Linked DNA regions of Arachis hypogaea: region 2 is linked to region 1. A link is a contact called in public Hi-C data. All regions are on one chromosome and are shown on one strand. Each heading gives the region's core, a stretch centred on a gene start, on an enhancer-like site or on the middle of the called end of the contact. The rest is flanking DNA. Distances are from core to core; before and after follow the strand shown.

Region 1 (4,423 bases), core at 645-3,144:
AACCAAACCTCGTCATAAGCTTGTTACCATCGTCAATTGGGAACCACCTCGAAGTCACCGGCTTCTCGTCTATTCCCCTCTCAACCGCGGCCACCGGAAGAGCCACTCTGGCCACAACCTCATCCCTCCCCGGCACAACCCGGTCCTCAACCGATACCAAAAGATAGTCCTCAAAAGGCTCAGCAACAACAAACAACAACTCCTCATTCCAATAAGGATTTGAGAAGCTCCTAGTGGCACTTGGTGCTGCAATCCTAGTCCTTAAAACCTGGTTCCCAACTTGAACCTTAGCCGAAAACTCGGGAAACCTGGCCATCAAAACAGAACCTTTGTCCCCTGAAATTATGTCCTGTGCCTCAATTACCGAAACCCTAAGGTACCACAACTTGGGGGAAAGATAAACCTTAGACTTAATTGAACTTAAGCCATCAAAATTCACATTTGCAGCCTTAGAATGCCATGCCTCAGCAAAAGCCTCATCAGCCTGAGTACCAAACCAAATCGAAACCATAACCTCGCCAGATTTTGCAACCTTTTCGCCCTTCTTGTTCTCCATTCTGTACCATTGTGGTGCCAATTGGCTATCAGGTGGAACCCTACTTGGAACCTCACTCAAATCAAACCAAACCCTACCAATGAAATCATCTTTGTTGCATTCCTTAACAATAATTTCAACAATTGAGGACTGAATGGAGTCTTTGGAGAATGCAAATACCTGGTCCCATTCTGAATTTCCCAAATTAGCCCTCTTTGTGATTCCTCTGTAGTTTCCAAGCTTCACCTCTGCAACAAGCTCTACACTGCTACCACCACCATTGCCGCTGCCGAACCATGCCACGTCAGCACCACGTGCCTTCACAACTCTAACATAGAGGTACTGCATTTGTTCCACAAGATCATACGTTGAACTTGTTTTGTCTTTCTTCAATGATTCACCACCAAGTTGTGGTCTTGTTTCTTTCAACAAGAACTCATTTGTTCCGCCGCTGCTGCTGCCGCCTCCGCCGCTGCTGCTGCCGCCTCCGCCGCCATGGAAAACACTCATTCCACCACCATTACCATTACCAGCAGCAATTCCAAGCCTTGAACCACCACTACCACCACCAACAACAGATGAAATAACAGGGTTAATAACAACGTTCTTGTTCTCACAGTAGTTCTGAATCTGCTGCATCACCATCACGTTCTTGTTCTCTTGAGCCAAATGCTCTTGTGTAGCAGCCATGTTAGAACCACCATGAAGCTTCTTGTTCTTGTTCTTCCTTGAAACAATAACAGAAGAAGAAGAAGCTATTATTCCATTGCTACCACCATCACCATCACTATTAATATCCTTTGTAGTGAGGTAAATTTTGAAAGTGACCTCACCCCTTATGTGAGAAAAGAGGCTTCTCTTGTCAAGTTGATACCTTTGAAGAGTTTCTTGGCCTTCTTTAACAATGGTGGTACCAGAAACTCTAACTTTACCGAGAAAGTTTCTGCAGTTAGCGGATCTTCTCTCGTTGAAGACATTGATTTCAATGGTTCTGTAAGGAAGGTTATGAAGGTCGTTGACATGGAAGAAAAGCTTTTGGTTCCAAACAGGGTTGAGGTCTTTGTACTTGACGTGCGTTCTTTGCCGTTGATTCTCGAACTCTACTTCGACGAACGGTGAGGATGAACCTTCGCCGTCTTTGGGCATGAGGTTGGTGGCTTCTATGATTTCTACTACGAGCTTCTCTTTGTTCATGGTAGTTGTAGTGGTGGTGGTGTTGAAGAAGGTTGTGGTGTTCATGTTGAAGAGTGAAGAAAACACAGAAGAGTAGAGAGAGAGAGAGAGAGAGAGAGAGAGAGAGAGAGAGAAAAGGTGGCAAAGTGAATTGAATGAAGGAATGAGAGAACGAGCGTGCTACAGAGTTTAGCTGCACTAGTAGATAGAAGATGGGACAGTGTTACGGTGACTTCAAAGATTTTGCTAAATATTCTGTTTTCTTCGTAATTAATTAACTTTTTATTAAATAAAGGTGAAACTGATGTGTAGTCGATTTTACGTTAAGTTGATAGATAAGAGTCGTTAGATAAAAATTTAATTAAATCAGTCAAATTATCTGACAATTTTAGTTATTAACTTTACGTAAAATCAACTGCACCTGAGTTTCTAACTTAAGTAAAACTTATTTGTTTTAAGTAAATTTTATTCTTTTATTTATTATAATTAGTACTAATAATTTATATTTAAAATTTAAAATTTAAAAAATTAATCATATAAAGTATATACTAATTAAAATTAACCATTAAAATTTATTATTAATATAAAATATTAAAAAAGAGTTAAAAATATATATATACATAAATATATAGTAATTAATTTTGATATATAAATAATATTTTTATATAAAATAGCATGTTTAATTTTTCAAAAATACTATGTATACATAAAAAATCAATCATTATGTATTTGTATATAAATATATGTGTTATTTAACTTATTTTATTCAATTTTAATATATATTTAATATTTTAATATATATTTTATACCAATTATTAATTTAGTTGCTAATTTTTAGTATACAATTAACATGATTATCGATAATTTAGTCTTACTCTACTTTTTTTGAGAACACATTTACTCTGTATTCTATCGTCAATAATACTAGAGAGACAAAAAGAACAATCAGAACTTGTTTTATTTAACATTCATTAATTATCGTAATAATTAATGAATATTAAATAAGACAAATTATTATTATTTTTGATTAATTTTTTTATTACCAAATATTTTCGTTCTATTATTATATATATTTTTGAAAATTGTTTTATGATAACTAATTAATAGAAAAACTTTAGGGGCAGCAACTTTATTGAATTCTGGCTAGTATGTAACTAGTAAAAGAAAAGTGAGTAATTTTACACTATTAAAAATTTAGATCCTCTAAAGTTTGAATTTTATTTTAAAGAATAAAGTGTGATCTCTCACCATTGATTTCATAGGTTGGACCAAGAATAAATATAAAAGAAAAATTAATTAAGGATAGAAGATCACACTTTACTCTCTAAAGTGAAATTCAAACTTTAGAAAATCTAAATCCCACTATTAAAATCATCATTAATGACTACTTGATAATTACAAATTGTTACCCCTAACACTCCTCTAATTAATAATGTAACAAGTTATATTTCTTTTTAACTACTCTATGTGAGTTATTTTAATGTTTACAAGTAATAAATACAAATCAAATTAATTCATTCAACTCGAAGAGTTATCTTACAAAATTTATTATCTACGAAAATTTTATTTATTACCATATTAAAAACCAAAGAGCGATGCTAGGGGCCAGCAATTTTTGTGATTGTTAGCCATCAACTAGCCATTAATAATGATTTGATGGTGTAAGATTGGTGTGAGATTTCATCCAATGACTCACTTTCTTCTGCTGGTTATATGCTGGCCAAAATTCAACAAAACTGCTGGTCCCCTAGACTTTTCCAAAACCGAAAATTACTAAAACATATAAGGACTAAAATGAGCATTAATTAATTTTTTTTTATGCAAAAGGTAAATAAGTTCATACCAATTTTAGTCATGAACACATTTATTTAAATAAATGTTCTTAATTTGTAATCATGATGAAAATATTAGAAATGACATTGTTCTGCCTTCTTCTTCCCTTTTTTTTTCCATGGTCATATCCATTTTTGTTGGTGGAATAAATAAGGATTTTATCGAAGGTCAAATATGCAGTTGTGCAGCTTGACAGGGGAGCTGGTGAATATGGAATGATGGTATACATGACTTTTTCTTTTACGACGAGACATAATGGTGTATTTTATAATATAAAATTTTTAAGAATAAACATTTTATATTTGATGTTTACTTTGAATTGACAAATAATAGAAATATTTTTGAATAATGAATATTCTGAAGAATCTTTCAAAAATAAAAAATAATGCCTTTTAAGTTTTTTTATGTAAAGTTTAGTTATGATGATAAATAGTTTAAAATAATTTTTATTATAATATATTTAATATTTTTGTAATAAATTTTGAAAATTTAGTTGATGAAACCGAATATTTTGTCACAATAATACATAGTTCATATTAATATTTATATTAAGAAAATGATTTTCATACATAAATGATATTAATTACAAAAGTCTTATTAATTTCATAAAAATAGTTAATGTTTGTCAATTGGATAATAATTATATCAAGATACAGAATTTAATTATTATTTACGACTATTTTAAAATTATTACATTATTTTTTAATTATGTATATATATAGTAGTTTTTGTCTGAAATTTTTTATATAGAAAAATTAGGATAAGAAGAAGAATTTAATTTTAATATATAGTAATTTTATACATATATTTAATTATGTAATATTCTTTCAGTAAAAATAATTATTTTTTATATTTATTATATAAATAATTATTTAAAAAATA
Region 2 (4,423 bases), core at 1,409-3,908, 70 kb after region 1:
AACCAATATTTTGGTTCGATTTGGTTCGGTTCGGTTTTTACTGAGCCAACCGAAAACCGAACCAAACCGATCGGTTTAATTCGAAAAAAACAAAAAAAAAAAAAACTGATTTTTTCGATTTTTCATTCGATTGTTGTAAATTTTGGTTCGATTTTGTGGTAAATTTCGGTCCGGTTCGATAACTTACACCCCTATATATAACGGAGAAAAGGGATTGAAGGCTAATACGGATGCCACGTTGGAATTTCGTTTGCCACATTACCAAGCTCCGTTTAACGGAGAAGGGTTCTCCTCACGGTTGGGCAGATTTGAAGCGTTTTTAAATTTTTCGAGGGTATGATTGTCGTTAACAAATATTAGGGTTATTTATGTCAGCGTTTTACAAATTTAGAGACATAATTGATAATTTACTCTAATCCAAATAAGACTTAACCCATTTTAAAAGCATTAGGGTGTTACACCACTACCTCCTCCTTGATATTTATAAACATTTCTAACCAAATATAAACCACTATGTGGCATTTGTGAAAAAACCGCTATATAAGTGTCGGATTTCTTTTTTATTCAATTCCTTTAGAAACTTCTACAAGGTGTAGCAATTTCTCCTCACACGTGTTCGAACATAAACTGCTACACTCTGTAGCAGTTTACATACAATCCATAATCTACTATACCTCTCTTATGATTTTTATAGATTATAAAAATTGTATTTTTGTCTACAATATTTAAAATTGTATTATAATAATATAAATTTTTAAATATTTTATTTCGGTAACTTGTCCTTTTATATATGTCAATTATATGTGTGACTAACTCAATTTTATCTAATTTTTATCGAATTAGTTTAAAATTGAAGTCAAAATTTGAAAATCAATTCAATAAAATATTTAGATAAAGTTAAAATTTAACTATCTATCTTATGTATATATCTATTTTTTTATCGATCAAATTCTTTTAAAATAAAAAAAAAAGATAAAAACTATAATTTAAATTAATTATTTTTAAATTAAATAATGTTTACAAATAATAAAAATTATAATTTAAATGGTTATGAATCTTTTATTTTATAAATATTCTCATCTAAATGATTCTTTTTATTTTTTTATAATATTCCACTCTAATTTAAAATCGCTAGTCCTATGGACATTAATAAAAGAAAAATGACATGTCTTTGTAATTCAAGGTCAAAACAATGAGAAGCCGAAGCGTTTGTGTTGCAGTGTAAGTAACCATGGCAGAATCTGCAGAGAATCCGACAAGTATTTATAAGACAGAGAAAAGAGCGAAGGAACAGACACGACACAACACAACATTACATAACCCCACGTTCTCATAGTCCAAGGTTTTTCCTTTTCATTATGTGTTTTATTCTTTTTTCAGTTTTTTCATAATATTAGTTTAATGTTTGTTTAACGGTCTCTTCTCATTTACCTACAATATTTAGGAAAATAATTAAATTTTATTAAGTTAAAAATTTAAAATTTTTAATAGATTTATAATGTATTTATTAAAAATTAAAAAATATTCTAAAAATATTTGTTTGCAAAATCTATAATTAAAAGAGAAAGATGAAAATATCTCTCTTATTATTATGATAAATATTTTTTCATTTTCTATTTTTATATTTCTACCGAGATTATCTCTCTAATTAATAATTCAATATAATTTTATTAAAAATTTAAAATAATTTTAAAATTTTAATTTATTTCATAACTTAAAAATTAAACCTTTTAAATTTTTTGATACAAAATTTCTGTTTGATGATCTTAATTAGCATTTAAAAAACATTCTTTAACAAAATTCTTTAAAAACGTATAAGTCATTTTTATTGAGAAACTAACATACCTAATAGAGTTTATTAAGAGAATTTAAAGTAGTTCTATATATTAATTTCTTCGTGAATTCAAAAAATTTAAAATAATTTACATTTGAAGTATTAATTTTAGTTATAAAGTACATATTAATGTATTTTTTGTTCATGTTATAGTTTAAAAATAATTAATATATAAAATAGAATCTAATTTAAAAATAGTCAAAATAATAATATTTAATTTTTTAAAATTCACCCTTTTTTTTATACTATTAAAATGCACTTTAAATACACTATTTTACACGCATACAAATATTTTAAGATGTTAACTATAAAAAAATTTACAAAAATATAAAACTTTAAAATTTTTAGGATTTTTTTTGTATGAAAATAAAAATATTGATATATTTTAATATTATAATTTTTTGTATTTTTTAATATTATAAAAAATACACAAATCAAAAGATTTAGTTTTTGTACTTTAATTTTTTTTATTTTTTAACATAAATCTAACAGTTTGATTTTGTATCATTCACAAATTAAATAGTCCAATTTTTATATTTTTAATAAATTAAATAGTCTAATTTTTATTTCTTTAATCAAACAATTTTACATTTAAAAATAACATTTCAACCATCTACATTTTAATAAAACACCAAAATAAAAAGTTCAAATTTTTATTACTTTTAAAGTGTATTTATTGCTGTTGTTTATTTATTACTCAATGGCAGAGAAGAAAGAGAATGATGTTAATATATGGCAGATTTGTTGGTAGCTAATAGGGCAATAGCATTGAGGCTACTGCCATAGGAATAGGACAATAGGCCCATAGGCTGAACTAAACTCTGTTTTTGCACACACGCGTTACTATCATGTGGGTCCCACTTTTCTCTATCTGACCTACAGTTACAGTCCTACCGATTTCCTCAGAAAAAAGTTTAGTTGAAAATAAAAAATTTCTCAATGACAATTGACAAGAGTTTTTTTTTTTCATTTTTTTATTTTAATAAATAATACAAATTAATTAAAATGTAAAATTTTATATAAAAAGTTTTTCGATTAATGATTAAAATTATTTCAGTTAATTTATTTATACCAAAACATAATTCCACCAGTAACCATACATATAAAACTATTCAAATAATATATAATATATATTATACTAAAATCAGAATCACCCCAAGCTTAGATAGATTTTCCTGAGATTCTTGTTGGTTTCTTCTATTAGAGGTCAATGGGAGCCGAAGGGAAGAACCTGACGAGTGACGTGACTTTAATTTTCCCCATCTTCCCATAAAGTGATAAAAACACCTAACAACAGGGTCGTATTGTATACCATTTTAGTTTTTTTACATGTAAAAATTAAAGTAGAGTTAGCAGAGAGGAAAAAAGGAAAGAGCAAAAAGATTAAAAGACAGCTAATATGTTTTTTTATAGGTATTATTATATTAAAATTATTATTAATAAAATTTTTAAAATTTTCATTTTTATAAATATATAAGAAAAATATATTAAATATTTAATTTTTGTATATTTTTTATAAAAAGCTTTCTCAACGATAATCCTTTTTTTACAGGTTTTTCAATAATAATCTTAATATTGTCCTAAAATACATATTAGCTAAATCTCAAATAACAAAAGTATACAAATTAAATTATTGCCAAAAATAGATTTTTTCAATTCTTTTTAGTTAATGTTGTCAAATGTGATCTTTCTAGAGATTTTAAGTGAAATAAGGAGAAAATGTGTGAAAAAATACTGTAAAATAAAAAATAACATTCAACAAAATCAATTAAAAAAAATAGAAAATCTATTTTAGTGGATTATATATTTTTGTTCATTTATAGACGACAAACACAGCCTGCAAAGTACAAACTAATGCCTGCAATATCTCACTCACTCCAATCTAGGATGCATGAGCGAAGGTAGAAACAAAATAAACAACAAACATTTCATCCATTTTTAATTCAAATCCTTGTTTGCCAAAGATAAAAAGCAAATAGTTTCAACCCTTTTTGGCTGCACACATAGTGCCATAGACGGATTTTTCTCTACAATAAATTAAAAAAATTATTTTTAAAAAAATATTAAAATAACTTTTAATTTTAAGATTTATTTTTGTTTTGGTATTTACTACAGTTCTCCTAATATCTAGGTGAACTACATCACATTTTATTTAATTTGCCTAAACAATAGACGAATTGCATGTAGCATCTCTTAGTTTGCGTAAAACCCTCAGTTCGACTAGATATTAGTCAAATTGTAACAAAACCACACAATATAAATACGAGTGTAAAATAAATTCATTTGCACCATACTACACACATTTATTTTCTTTACCTCTTTCATCTCTTTTTTTTTTTACTTTTTTATTTATAAAATGTTTCGAATACTGTTGTCAGTAATTTATTACGATAAAAAAATATTATTAGATCGTAATAGATCTGCTATATTTAATTTCTTTGAATCTATATTTATTGACATATTATCAAATATAAAATATCTAATGATGTTGAATAATTTTGTTTTGCATGCTATTAGTTCAAAAACAAATAAAAAATTAGTACAGATATTCAATAAAAACAAATGATATTTTTTATTATAAAAGTATTA

The links. Hi-C and Micro-C count contacts between places; a contact is called where the count stands out from the background.
Region 2: a Hi-C map of leaf shows a contact between it and region 1, with 3 times the contacts expected there. The contact joins the enhancer-like site here to the promoter of LOC112741378 in region 1. A contact is called at or near these places in 2 of 8 Hi-C or Micro-C datasets (leaf and an unstated tissue).

The regions. Positions count from the first base shown.
Region 1 is chr2:22,759,552-22,763,974 of arahy.Tifrunner.gnm2.J5K5, forward strand. LOC112741378 (FT-interacting protein 3) reads right to left here and starts at 1,895. Exons shown (of 1, transcript XM_025790343.3): 1 at 1-1,895. The coding sequence starts at 1,774.
Region 2 is chr2:22,828,778-22,833,200 of arahy.Tifrunner.gnm2.J5K5, forward strand. No RefSeq gene overlaps it. Among protein-coding and RNA genes, the nearest start is that of LOC140176795, 33 kb to the left of the region's middle. Within about 2 kb of position 2,659, at least 2 of the 3 cell types and tissues checked have open chromatin away from gene starts, as enhancers often do.